2 separate regions of the Sus scrofa genome follow, and region 2 is linked to region 1. The links are chromatin contacts, called in public HiChIP or PLAC-seq maps. All regions are on one chromosome and are shown on one strand. The core of a region is the stretch at or near the end of the contact, and the rest is flanking DNA. Distances in the headings are between cores, read along the strand shown. Region 1 overlaps DTNA (dystrobrevin alpha). Region 2 overlaps MAPRE2 (microtubule-associated protein RP/EB family member 2).

The links. HiChIP or PLAC-seq counts read pairs in DNA pulled down with a chosen protein or histone mark.
Region 2: a contact with region 1 is called in an H3K27ac HiChIP or PLAC-seq map of skeletal muscle, with 3 times the contacts expected there. The contact joins two enhancer-like sites. A contact is called at or near these places in 2 of 47 Hi-C or Micro-C datasets (embryonic fibroblasts and skeletal muscle) and 1 of 2 datasets of contacts at active chromatin or transcription factors (skeletal muscle).

What each region holds. Positions count from the first base shown.
Region 1 is chr6:118,736,836-118,743,961 of Sscrofa11.1, forward strand. It overlaps DTNA (dystrobrevin alpha), which reads left to right. Exons shown (of 21, transcript XM_021096252.1): 17 at 945-1,034; 18 at 2,547-2,715; 19 at 6,338-6,469. The coding sequence ends at 6,422. Among named protein-coding and RNA genes, the nearest start is that of MAPRE2, 77 kb to the right of the region's middle. Within about 2 kb of position 4,581, at least 4 of the 83 cell types and tissues checked have an H3K27ac peak or open chromatin away from gene starts, as enhancers often do. A contact at or near this core is called in skeletal muscle, where this site is marked.
Region 2 is chr6:118,975,372-118,982,497 of Sscrofa11.1, forward strand. It overlaps MAPRE2 (microtubule-associated protein RP/EB family member 2), which reads left to right. Exons shown (of 8, transcript XM_021096265.1): 7 at 1,102-1,260. Among named protein-coding and RNA genes, the nearest start is that of ZNF397, 98 kb to the right of the region's middle. Within about 2 kb of position 4,405, at least 10 of the 83 cell types and tissues checked have an H3K27ac peak or open chromatin away from gene starts, as enhancers often do. A contact at or near this core is called in skeletal muscle, where this site is marked.

The DNA of each region.
Region 1 (7,126 bases), core at 3,331-5,830:
AGTGATGTGAGATAACACAACATTCTCCCACTCCTCTTCCACTTTTGTACTTTGGGGGGTAGGATGGTTCCAAAGCTAGTGACCTTATTCATTAAGAAATATTTTAACACTTTATAAAATAAAGAGCTCATCCTACATAAGTTCATCTGTAAGTCAAGTATTTGGAATCTTGAGGCTTTTTTCCCAAAGATACTATGGATTTAGTCCACTGTTCCATGTCTACCTGTCCCACTCCCAAGCCAGCCCACAAATACCCATTTAACCCTATTGTGATGGAAACCTCATCATAATCTTTCTCTACCATAGAGAAACATGGTTGAAGTCCCAATTCAGGGTACCAGGCCCATTCTTCTGCCCATGACTTGGCAACAGGAGCGAGACTCCTTACCCCTTTTCCGCACTCTGAGGACCTTCAGTGCATGGGGTTTCCATTCCCAGGAGGTATCTGAAATGATAGGGGGAGCTCAGGACCCTGATGGGAGTTAGAGGCGGCAGTGATAGAGATCAGAATCTGGTGTGCTCACAGCCACCAGGTAATGGCTAAAGCTATGGCAGCTGCTGGGAAGGCCCAGCTCTCATGGCAAAACCAGACTTTTCATCTGTGTCGGTTAGTCTGAAGATAGTCTTGACCATACAAGCTGGTTTACCTGGGACCAGTTCACACTATCTTATTATTAATACCGTCCCTTCACTTGTAAAGTTGTCCCAATTTGGACAATAAGTTCTAGGAACCCTGATCAATTGCCATGTCATCTTACATCCAAGGCCACTGCCCTGAAAAACTATTTGGGGGTAGGAATGAACCAAAGCACTTCTGAAAGGAGAGTCTTAGACTTTTTTGCTTTAGGATATCAATGGAAATGATAAACAGCATAAAAAATTAAAAAAAAATAAGAAAAAGGAAAGCTTTGATTTTTTTCTTCTCATTATCATTCTTTCTTAAGGTTCAAGAAGAAATTTAAGGAATGACTTACTAGTAGCTGCGGATTCCATCACTAACACTATGTCCTCTCTCGTCAAAGAGCTGAATTCTGGTGAGTCCCTGGTCCCCTCTCATTTGTCTGCTCATTGCAGAGAGACACATAAGTTTCTGTTAGCAACCTGTGCATTATCAAATATTAAAAGATTTTTTAAAGATCTGTGTGATATTTTGTTGGTATATCTGATTTTTTTAGGGCCATTTACCTTTTAGTGATAAGAAGGCTATGAATACATGCTTAAGGCAGAAAGTTTGAAAAATGCAAAAAAAAAAAAAAAAAGGAATAAAGGAAGATCTTAAAATTGGCTTGTAATTGCAGGATACCAAGTCAGCCACTGTTAAATATATCATGACCCAAAGTGACAGGAACCTAAAGTTATTTTATATGGTCACATGTCTTATTTAGACTCCGTTAATTTGGAACACATGGCTATTTGAATGAAGCCAAACTGAAATTTATCTTTTCAATATCACTAAAGAAAGATCTGCCCAGAAAATAAATAGCGTAAAATCGCAACACCCTTCATCCTAATAATACCACATGGAGTTTTAAAATTTTAACAGCATGAATAAGCAAGTAAATATCTTATACCAGTTACTAATACATCTCATCTATTCCTTAAAGCCCATCTAGCAAGATATCTCTTTGGCAGTGCTACAGTCATTTAGTTGAGATAACAACAACTGTAAGAAATAAAACTTCAAGATTAAAAAAATTTCTGGATTTAAGTTTCTTAAAGCCTTTATAGGGAGTTCCCATTGTGGCTCAGCAGGTTACAAACCTGATTAGTATCCATAAGGATGTGGTTCGATCCCTGAGCTCACTCAGTGGGTTGAGGATCTGGCACTGCCATGAGTTAGGGTGTAAGTCATGGAATCAGCTCGGATCTTGCATTGCTGTGGCTATGGTGTAGGCTGGCAGCTATAGCTCTGATATGACCCTGGCCTGGGAACCTCTATATGCCACAGGTGTGGCCCTAAAAAGACCCCCCCCAAAAAAAGCCTCTATAATTAGAATTAAAGCAATGAAAGTTGTTGCTGTTATTTTAGATTGATTACCGAATAGGATAAAAAGGACAATAGTTAATAATCATGATTAATGGCATGTAACCACTGCCCTAGCAAATGATGACTAAAATTGTTATTCTCATTATGGACATTTCAAGTACATTCAAAAGTTTATGCTCTTATAATATTTTCAAATATTAAGTGAATATTTTAGTCTTCTATGTCCTAAGTTAAAGTAATATTAAGCAAAAGCAACAACAGTTTTAATAAAGATTGTCGTAGAGGGGAAAAATAGAAGATTCGAGAATCAAGTCAGTTATGAACACAAAAATTCATGGCATTATTAAGCTAAAAAAAGACAATACAGTATATTAAATGATTTTATGGTAATTCGTATAAGCATCAATTCTCATTTTGAAAAAAAAATGAACACTTAAATGATTTATGTAGAATAACTAGTCAGTGTTTTATAAAGCACAGATTGGTTTAAGCCTAGCCCTTATTTGCCAATTATAAAAGAATCTAAGTCATTCTTTACTTTTTCAATTGTACCTAATAGAAGTGGGGAGTGAAACGGAGAGTAATGTGGATTCTGAATTTGCACGGACTCAATATGAGGATCTGGTTCCATCACCAACCTCTGAAAAGGCTTTTCTAGCACAAATCCATGCCCGAAAACCCGGGTACCTTCATGGAGGAGCCACCCCGAGCAGCATGCGTGGGGACGTGTGAGTATCTTCTCCTGGGGGATATTTTCTCTGTAACAGAACACTCTGCAGGGAGCATAGGAAAATAAAAACATGGTTGCTTGGTTTTTTATTTTGGAAAGGGACAATGCAGTTTCTTTTTCTGCCAGAAGAGGTAAAAGAGTACTATGTTTCAATTTGGCATTGTGGCTTTTTCCCCCCCTAACAATTTCCAGGGTATCAATAACCAAAACCAACCAATGCTTATTGAGAGCCTGGCTGGCCCAAGGCACTGTGCTAATTGGATATAAAATAGAGTTTAAAAAAAATCGCCCCCAGCCTCTCAGGACTTGTAGACTCGTTCAGGAAATAAATCATCCTATCTTATTCACTAGATAAGAATTTACTAGATTTGCTCCTAAAGGACCTGGTGGAGTTCCCGTCATGGCGCAGTGGAAATGAATCCAACCAGGAACCATGAGGTTGCGGGTTTGATCCCTGGCCTCGATCAGTGGGTTAAGGATCCAGCGTTGCCGTGAGTTGTGGTGTAGGTTGCAGATGCTGCTTGGATCTGGTGTTGCTGTGGCTCTGGTGTAGGCTGGCAGCTGTAGCTCCGATTGGACCCCTGGCCTGGGAACCTCCCTATGCTGCAGGTGCAGCCCTGAAAGGACAAAAGACAAAAAATAAATAAATAAATAAAATAAAGGACCTGGTGATCTGAAGAGGTCTCTGTTCAGAGTGGGAATAAACATCATGATATACATACTTGTGGTTGAAATAAGCAAATGCATAAAATCTCCTTATAAAGCAATCCAATTTACTTGATTTGTTGCATATGTATAAACCTGACCTTCAAAAACATTTTGCAGAGATTTTCACCCAATTAGGCTTCTGTAGCTTGACAGGAGCCAACAGAATCAGTGACATCCCCTCTAGACTTTCTGTGACCTTGGATCAGCTTAAACTAGTTGGGCAGAGGAAACCAAAGCTAGGAGAGACCTGCAGAACTCAGCTTGGGAAGGAAAAGAATAAAATGAAGGAAGGGAAGTATGTGGAGTTCTGAGACATGTGGGCAGGGGCTTACCAAGAGGCTGGAAAAGGGGAATTGATAAACAGTTTAAAACACTGCAAGAGTTCCAGTTGTGGCTCAGTGGAAATGAATCTGACTAGCAACCTGAGAACACGGGTTTGATCCCTGGCCCCACTCAGTGGGTTAAGGACTGCAGTTGCTGTGAGCTGTAGTGTAGGTTGTAGACTCCAGCATTGCTGTGAGCTATAGTGTAGGCCAGCAGCTGCAGCTCTGATTCAACCCCTAGCCTGGGAACTTCCCTATGCCAAGGGTGCAGCCCTGAAAAGCAAAAAAAAAATTTTTAAATTTTTAAAAATAAAACACTACAGAGGAGTGAGACTGCTTCATGTTATAAGTGCACATGACTAGTCTATGAAACTAAACTGGCTGTTTGAAAGACCCAAGGAAGAAACTAACCAGAGGCCTTTCTGGTGTTCTGGCTCTCCATCCAAGTAGGGAGTAAAAGACCAGTAATAATGGGGAATTATAAATAGATAGGATTTGAAAGCAAGCTGTGAAAAGGCAAAGCCTAAGATCAAAAGAAAAGTTATAATTTTAAATGGCAGGAGGGAAGCTGCTGCTTTTAATTTTAGTTTCCTTTCTTATCCTTTTCTCTATAATTCAGAATTATTTGATTTGTTGGTTGTTCAAAATAGTGAATTAGTTGTCATCAACTTAAGTCTGGTACATATCTATTTGATTTTTTGTAATTAAGCATTTACATGGCAGTGACCTAAAATTTTTTTCTTTCAATCCTAAAATCCAAGACTGTAACTAAAGCCACTCCCCTCTGCTGTCCCTGGCATGTTATTGACAGTATCAGCTACCACTGTGGCTGCAGTGGAGGGGGTGGGGGCAGAGGCAGGATGGGAAGAGAAAGTTCACTAAGGCCTCACAGACCTATTTAGGCTGGCCCCAAACCTCTAAAAATAACAAGAACATGTCATCCAGACATAAATAAACATGAACAATGGCATTTAGTTCCAACCCAGAAACTTCTACTTGACCACTCTTTTTATTTTAGGGGATGTTTTAATATCTGTACTATCTAAACGTGTCCTGTGTTTTACCCTGAGAATATTTCAGTCCTATGACTTAGGTAGTGATCTTTTGTCAGGCCCAGGAAGAGCTTTAGACATGCTGGGATGAAAAGATGGGGAGAGAGGGGTCACACATTAATGGATGGGATCATTCTTATCTATTTATTTCACCATAGAATTGGACAGTGGAAATGGAGTCCCTAAATTCAGAGCCAGTGAATTTTTTTTTTTTTTTTTTTTTTGTCTTTTTAGGTCTGCACCACCTGTGGCATATGGAGGTTCCCAGGCTAGGGGTCGAATTGGAGCTGTAGCCACTGGCCTACACCGCAGCCACAGCAATGTGGGATCCAAGCCATGTCTGTAACCTACACCACAGCTCACGGCCTTAACCCACTGATCAAGGCCAGGGGTCGAACCTTCGTCCTCATAGATGTTAGTCAGATTTCTTTCCGCTGAGCCACAATAGGAACTCCCAGAGCTAGTATAAATTTTTAAGATCAAGAGCTATGGGTTAGAGTATTAATCTTCCTGACATCAATCAGCTGATATTCTGAGACTTAATTCTACCATAAAAATAAAGCACAAGGGTCCGTGTGTCTATATACATACATAACACAAAGAGGGTTAGATTATGAACAAATATCCTTAATCATTATTTCACTAGAGGGCTCACTTTCCTTAGAGAAAAGGTTCTTGATTCTATTTTTCGTTTAAAGCCCCCAAATTGGGAAAATTAACCATTGCATTTAGAATGGATAAGCAATGAGGTCCTACTATACAGCTCAGTGAAGTATATCCAATCTCTTGGGATAGAACATGATGGAAGATAGTATGAGAAAAAGAATGTATAAATATATGTATCTGACTGGGCCACTATACTGTATAGCAGAAATTAGCACAACACTATAAATCAACTATAATTTAAAAATAAAATATGTACTTTTTTTAAAAAAAGATAAATCTGCTTTTTTTTTTTTTTTTTTTTGTCTGTTTTTAGGGCTGCACCCATGGCATATGGATATTCCCAGGCTAGGGGTTAAATTGGAGCTGTAGCCGCAGGCCTATTCCACAGCCACAGCAACACCAGATCTGAGCCATGTCTGTGACTTCCACCACAGCTCACGGCAATAACGGATCCTTAACCCACTGAACAAGGCCAGGGATCGAACCAGTGTCCTCATGGGTACTAGTCAGATTCATTTCTGCTGAGCCACGATGGGAACTCCAAGCCTGCCCTTTTTAAGACTGACAAACATTTAAAAGACAACTCCTTCCTGCAAAACCCTAGAAAAATATAGACAACATTGATCCCCAGACTGCCATAGGAAATTGCCCAGGAGAAAACCTTGATCATCTATTTCTCCAGCTTCCAAAGCTTTTCTAATGTTTTCCATTAGGTCAAAGAAGATACTGGATTAACGTGAACTGAAGCAAAGGAGTGAATCGGAGGATTAAATGAATGTGCCCCCCCCCCCAACTATAGCTAACACATGATTTCCACTCATACTTTCCTTTTAAGATTTTCTCCAAAACACCCTCTGTGGTTGATTCTCAGGGTGACAGAAGATGGGGACCCCTACGTGCGGCCAGAGGATGAGAACTATGAAGATGACTCTGTCCGGCAGCTGGAAATGAGCTGAAGATGGAGGAATACCTGAAACAGAAGCTACAGGATGAAGCCTACCAGGTACTGAGAGCTGGCCCCACACCACCCACCACAGCTGCCCCAGGCCCTTGGTAGCTGGATCTTCTCCATTCCCCCCAAATTCAGTGCCTTCTCCTTCCTTCCACCCTCCCTTTCTGGAACATTCTGACAGAACTCCTTAGTCCATGGATTCTAGACAAGAAAAATGTTCAGTACTTCTTCTGGCTGTCACTCACCATGTATTCTTATAAACTCTGAGCCAGAGAGTAAAAAGAGGGCTTCCATGTTAGTGGAGACATGGTGACCAACAGTCCAGAGTCCCCCAAAATCATTAGGAAAATGCTTTTTTAAAAAAGGTACATGAAGTTGCCATTGTGGCACAGGGGAAATGAATCCGACTAGTAGACTAGTATCATGAAGATGGGGGTTCGATCCCTGGCCTCACTCAGTGTGTCGGATCCAGCCTTGCTGTGAACTGTGAGGCAGATCGCAGAGGCAGCTCAGAACTCACATTGCTGTGGCTGTAGCTCCAATTTGACTCCTACCCTGGGAACTTCCATATACTATGGGTGTGGCCCTAAAAAGCACAACGAACACACCAAAAAAAGATACAGGAGTTCCCATTGTGGCTCAGCCAGTCAAGGACGGATGTTGTCTCTCTGAGAATGCATGTTGATCCCTGGCCTCACTCAGTAGGTT
Region 2 (7,126 bases), core at 3,155-5,654, 240 kb after region 1:
TGTGCCAGGTGTACAAGGAGAGGGATACCGCATGTGCTCAGTATGTTTGAATGAATCATAATTGCAGGCAGATGAATAGCCTGTACAAAGGCCCACAGTTACTGGAAAGAGAGAGAAGAAAATTTTCATTGCAAATGTAATCTTTGGAAATCTGTTAAGATTGATTTTTCATACACTGAAAGGGAGATTTCACCTGAGGAGGGAGACCATGAAAGACCTAATTTACCTCCTGAAGATATTCTCCGCCTAAGTATAAATGCTCAAAGGGTTAAAAAAAAATGCGGGATTCTCTGAGAGCAGGAAGGGGGTGACAGTGTGGAGCTGCTGGGCCTGCAGCCTGGGATCTGAAACCAGATCTGCTTCCACGCTCTTCCTTATGTCTTCAGCCCAGGTGACAGCTCTGTCAGGCTCGGCCTCACGGCTGCTGCCTTCCCTGCACCTGCACCATCTCTGTAACCACAGGGAGAGCTGCACGGCCCTGGGAGGCCCGGAGCCAGCATCAAGGGAGAAAAGAGAGGAGGAGGGCTGTTCTGCTGAGGGAATGGGGCTCCCCATCTTCCAGCCTTGCCTATGATCAACTCGGAGCCAGAATTAGGAGAATTAAGAGCCATCCATTCAGCCTGCCCTTGGTGTCGCCCAGCTGTCCTGTGCAGAAGCATCTGTCTAGTTTGGCTCGGGACCATTTATAAAGGGGTCTGAGGTCAAGGGTGGCTCTCAGTGCAAGTGACGTGAAGAGAGAAGGGTCCTCAGAGTGCACCTAAGGGACCACAGTGCCCACCTCTCCCCTCTGCTCCTCCCGCGTGCTTTTCCTCTCCCTGAGGAGCACGACCCGGCTCGAAAGCTGCAGCAGGAGAGGAAAGCTGCCCCAGAGGTCGGGTGGACTGGTCTCAGCTGACAACAGCGGACTAGTGCTGCTGAAGTTGGGTGCTTGGCCCAGGCCCCGGCTCCCCAGCAGCCCCCGTTTCTCCCCAGACCTGCATGTCAGTTATTTGTACACGTCTGTCTTTCCATGTTTTGGGTCCTTATATGCAGGCACAGTTGGTCACTTTTTTCTTAGGCTGTATTTTGAGAGTTTTCTCTTCCGCCTCTGCTCCCTTGCAGGTACATTCGTTAAAACTTGCCCTTGAAGGCGTGGAAAAGGAAAGGGATTTCTACTTTGGAAAGTTGAGAGAGATTGAGCTGCTCTGCCAGGAGCACGGGCAGGAAAACGATGACCTCGTGCAACGACTAATGGAAGTCCTGTATGCTTCGGAAGAACACGTAAGTGTCAGCAGAGCCCTCCACACTTGTGTTCTAAGGTGTGCTCGTGGGCAGTGTGCCTTCAGATACTGCCCTGGGACCTCTGTGAGAATGACAAATGCCAGCGCATTTGATGTGCTCAGAGGAGTAAACATCATGATCCTTGTGATCCACTGCCCCATGTGTATGGGACTCACGTTCGTAAATCTGGGAAGAGATGGGTGGATCTCTTTTAGGGGTGGGGGTGGGGGGCTTCAGTCAAGAAAAATAGGCTTATGCAGCCAAATCTCAAATGGTGTGCAGTTCTCTGAGCAAACGAACAGTAAGAACGTGTGTAAGGGTTCTTCTCTCTTCATGACAGATCAGAGTGTGGTTAAAGGAAAACTTAATCTAGATGCCATAAGCCCCACAACTGTCTGTTTTTACTTCACAGCTGGTTGTCCTGGTTACTCACTGCCAGTACAGAGCAGCACTGTGGGACAGCCTTTTGTTGGAAAATACTTCTAGAAGGCCTCCTCTGTGGGGAGGGCCTGCCCACCAGGGTTGCTCCCTGTGAGTGAATGTGGGGGTGGGGGGAAGGCAGGATGTGGCTCTGTCTGGGGATGGAAAGCAGATGTGAGGAGCAGTGGAGGAATATGAGTCTCAAGAAGGGGCTCGGAGCCCGAGGCAGCTCACCCCAAGTCCACCCAGATGGGCCCTGGCAGCTGCGGTGGGAGAGGCAGCCCAGCATGCTTCCTTCTCCTTCTCAAGGGCCGAGCTGTGGGAGGCAAGGGAGGACAGGCTGGGGCTGCAGGCGTGTCCTGCCAGGTTGAGGCCGTGGAAGCGTCTGGGTCTGTTTGACCAGGCGGCCTGCAGGTGCTCTGTGGACTCTGTGGTCGAGCTGCATGTGTTGGTGTTGCCACAGAATGTAACAAGCCACTGGCGAGTTTATCTTATTCCATCTGAATACCAGGCAAACATTGATGCCATGGACGATGAAAATCCTAGCTCTGAGGTTTTCCTGAACTGTATGTAACAAGCTGTCTGGAGGTTGGGGACTCTCCACCACTTTTCTCACTTCCCCCATATATACATGCATTTTAAACCTCTTTCTTGGTGAGCGCAGATCGTAGCTCACGAAGCTCTGGTCGGGTCCCAGAGACTGTCCCAGAGGCTTTACACAGTCTCATTCTCAGTATTTTCAAGTCTGATGGAAGAAACCCCAGGTTGGTTTGTAGTGTGTGTGCACACCCAGGGTGCTGTATTTCTATGAGGTGCTGTATGGAAAGAGTGCTTTGTCGTCTGTCAAGCGCTACATGAACTGTGGTTATGCTCTTCACAAGCTTTATGAGGTCTGTGCAGCACTGCACACAGGAGTGAGCTGGGACGGTGCCACTCATGGGAGCAAGACAGCTTGCAGGGTGGGAGGAAAAGCCTTCTGATTCTAACCTTGAGCCTGACTTGTCCAAAGGAGGTGTCCTTGTATGGGAGCACTGTCAGGGGAACTCCAAATTGAGGGTTGGCAGGGCCACTGACTTTCTGGCTAATAGCAGGCAGGGTTGGCCTCAGGCAAGCGCTTCCCTCCTGGGTGAGATTGCAGGGGTGTCTTCCTGGGTGACTATGCTCAGCTTCCGTAGGACCATCTCTGTCTCCACCGCCACCAGCACACACACACCAGCACCAGCTTGCTGCGGTCTGAATTCAGAGCCCCCTCCTTGAACTGTTTAGAAAATTAACCCAAACACTCCTAAAAGTAATAACTTCACAGCATCATCAGTCATGAGGACTGAGCAATGGGTATAACAGGTCCTTTCATCAAACTCTTGGGGTGGGAGATGAGGGGGGAGAGTCAAGAGCTTTACATTAATCAGTTCCTTTAATTCTCTGGAGAATCCTAGCAGGTAGAGAGGAGTGTTATCCGATTTTACAGATGAGAGAAGCTGAGGCAGCAGGGGGGTCAAAAGACAATCTTAAGTTCCTGGGGGAACAAGCAACATAATTTGCATTTGAACTATAGTCCTGAGTTCATTCCCTCCCTTCTCCAAGCCTGAGCACCTTCTAAATGGGGAACATGAGGGTAGTAATAGCTAACATTTCTTGAACCTTTAGCTATGTGTTAGGTTTTATAGTCATGTTCCATATACACTTCTCGCCATATCCCTGTGTGGTGTACTATTACTTATCCCCATTTTATAGGTAAAATTACTTGCCCAATGACCCATCCTTAATAAGCTCCATCACTACCCAGGTTTCTCTAACTCATAGCCCTTAGGGGCTGTGCTCCCTGCTTGTCAGTATATTGGGTGCCATGGGGAAGGGAAAAAATAAAGGCAGTACCCCTTGGGGGAAATTGCAGGACAGACTTTGTCTAATGGACAGTATTGAGTTGTATGTGTTCTGTATGTGGAGAAGGAAGTACTCACAGGCCTACCTGGACTCCCTTCAAAAGTACCGTCCTGGCCTCTTTGTCTGGGTACTCAGTTTAATTCAGCCTCTGCCAAGAACCTCCATTTTCCTCTGGCTGGTAGCATTTCTATAACCACCTCTGTGGCCCTGGCTGGCACTGTGCTTATGTCATCAAAGAGAGAGAAACATGATAGGGAGAAGCAAGCGAGACAGTGGCATTGCTGTTGAGCATGTGATAAGGAGTATCCAGAATCCAAGAGGAGACTCAGAGGCAGTAACCAGGCAATTGGAATCTAGAAAATTGACAACACCACAAACTAAATGTGTGGGTTGCCAGAGCAGAATCTTCAAACACAGTTACTGCCTTAATTTTTCTCGCTCCAACTTATCCAGGTTCTACCATTGAAGGAATGAGCCTTTAAAAAGCTTCACTTCGCCCAAGAAAGGCCTCATTTTGGAAAAAATGTGCTCATAGGTTGCTTGTTCACTGCCCCCACCCTGCAGGCTCTGGGGGCCTCCTTTTTCCCTACTGGGCCTGACCCTCACACTGTGTCCTGTTTTCCGGCCATTTACCCATTTCAGTGCTAGGTGGACTGCAGCCATGAGGTGCAAGGTGTCTGGGAAAAAACACCAATACTTTATTCATGATGTCATTGCTATGATTTCTCTGCACATCTGAGAGGCAGAGATTTCTGGTTGCCTCCCTCCTGGAGATGGGAGGGGTGCTGAGAAACCTTCAGCTGAAGGCTGAATAGCCTGCTCTCCAATTACTCACAGATGAGCCTTGCATTGACACTTTAGGTGGAGGTATTTGCTGGAGAGGCCTCCTCCCTCAGTCTGTATTTAGTGATGGCTGGTCTCTGATGCTCATAGTCAAGCAATCCTAGAATAACATGTTTGGAAGAGGCAGAAATCCAGATGAAAGTTTTGAGTATGGAAGTAAACACAGGCAGCTGATGGAAATGGCCAGCTAGCTGCCCAGTGCACCTCTTTGTGAGTCTCATTAACTTTTTTTTTTTGGCCACACCCAGGGCATATGGAAGTTCCCCAGGCCAAGGATCAAATCCAGGTGGAGCCGTAGCCTTAACCTGCTGTGCTACAGCCGGAACTCCTCGTTATCTTTTATTTAATACTTGAGGACACAGGTGTCTGGACTTAATGGTTGGTTCACTGCTGCCCTGTGAATTTGTTGGCCGAGGGCCACCTGCTAAAACATAGGCACTTGTTTCCTGAGGTCCTGTCACGGAAGCCACTGTCAAATGACCTAAAAATACTTCCCCCTCAGCCCACACCTTTTGGATACAGCCTGTGTTTCTGTCCTTGAACCAGCATTGCATCCACAGAAAGCAGACACAGCCCCTGCCTCAGAAGAGCTTGAAGTCCCAGTGAGAGAGAGAGAGAGAGAGACGGGGACACCACCAACTGGAATCTGTCAGGTTGTGATAAATGCGGTAATGGAGACATAAATAAACTTGTCTGGGGAGCACATAAAGACAGCCTGGAGGGACAGGCAAGGACTTCACAGAGAAGATGACATTTGCGTTGGACGATGAAAGATGACTAGGAATGTCAGCGATTACTGAGCTAAGACTGGGGGAGTTATTTTTTTCAAGCAGAGGAAAGAGCACCAACAAAGCAGAGAGGAAAGAAAGAACAGCCGGATGTATTGGTGTGAATGATGGAAGATGAGTGCTGTGCGCCGCCTCCTAAGTCTAGGAAAGTGGGAGCCGTGCCGCCCCCCCACCCAGCTTCTTAATGAACCCCCGCTCCTCCTCCCACAGTAGCCTAGAGCCATCTTCAGACCTGTCTTCCAACTTGCAGCTCCTTCGAATGATTATCATAATAAGGAACTCCAGAGCAGTCCCTCACAGCTAACCATTAAGGAAGCTGGGAGGGACTGATCTGCAAATATTAGACTGAATTAAGTAGGCAGAGCCCCAGTGCATCAGTCACATATTTGGCATAGGTTTCACCTGGCCTCCTCCCTGCCTGTGTGTTTAAGTTCACTCTTGCTGGTGGCATAAGGGAAAGATCATTTCTGTGTGTGAGAACCTCCAGGGCACACACAGAAATGATGTGGGCTGGGAGCTCCCCGTGGTGATGTGTAACAGCTGCCTCAGAGGCACAGGTGCATCCTTGCCTGACTTTCAGAGCCCCTTAGCTCTCACCCCAAGCATTAGCAATGCATTGGTAACCACAGGTTTGCTCTTATATCCATGTTACCCAATAAAAGAGCTATGGGGTCTGCAGTTCCTGCAGATGAGATGTATGACATCACAGCCATGCCCCAGGAATGAGGGAGCTGCCCTTGGCCAGCTGGAGACCAGAGCCATGGACAAGGCATGGCTCCCACCCCCTTGTACAACTACCATGGAAAGGAGACTGGAGGAGGAGCCTAATCTAATGGGTTCCTGGTCCCGTGGCTGGTTTTACAGGCCCACAGTTACTTGAATCCAAGTCTTCCAACTTTCAGTCCTGGATTAAGTCAAGCATCCCGCAGTTAACTCCCATTAGTAATATGAGCAAACAAGATTTTCTATAAAATGTCAGATCCTCATTTTTGAGATCTTCAGCAACCTAACATTCACAAAAACAGTTATATAAGAAAAGCGCACTTCAGACAGCTGAATTCTGAGCGACGTGAGTCGGAAGGCACCACACTGGCCTTGAAGAGTTCGGATGATGACTGAACTGTCTCCAGCCCTTAGGGGACTCAAGGGTGTAAGCTCAGAGGAGCAGTCAGCTCTGGGGCAAAGGCAGTGAGAGAGGCCTGGGGAGGTACATGTGGCAGAGCAGACACCTAGGAGTTCTTGACCCACCACAAGTTCCTGGTTCCAGGGCCCATTAACTCCCATTAGTGATATAAACAAACAAGATTTTCTATAAAATGTGAGATCCTTGTTTCTGAGATCTTCAGGAACCTGGCCCACCACAGGTTCCTAATTCCAGGTCACCTCCCACAAAATGTCCTTTGCTCCTGGACTAGAATGAGGCCAGTGGCTTTTCCTCTCTTGTGCTATCCCATCAAGAAATGCTCTCCTGCTCCCATGAGGGCACCTCTGTCGGTGAGGCACTAACTCTGAGCCAAGAGGACCACCCTCGCGTGTCCTGAGTGGTGGGCAAGGAGACTTGCAGAGGACGCTGCAGGGACAGCCCAGGCCGAGCTGGCAGGGTCTGGAGTAAAGGAGGGCTTGGAGCTCTGAAGTCAAAGGCCATTATGGTTGAATTTAGGAGTGAGGGGTCCAGAAGGATGTGGGCAGAGAGAGTAGGAACTGTGCCTTCACATTGCAGAGGTGGAGCAGTTCTAGGTGTGACGACAACAGGCGGCCATGGGCACGGGGAGCACTAAGACAATGTCCTTCTGGACACCAAGCCAGTAAGGGACAGTGCTAGATTTGAAGCCGAGTCTTCGGCGTCATTTTTCTACTCTTGTCATAGAAAAGATTACTTTTTAAAAAAAATTCTATATTCTAAAATATATTCCATCACAGCTCACACTGTT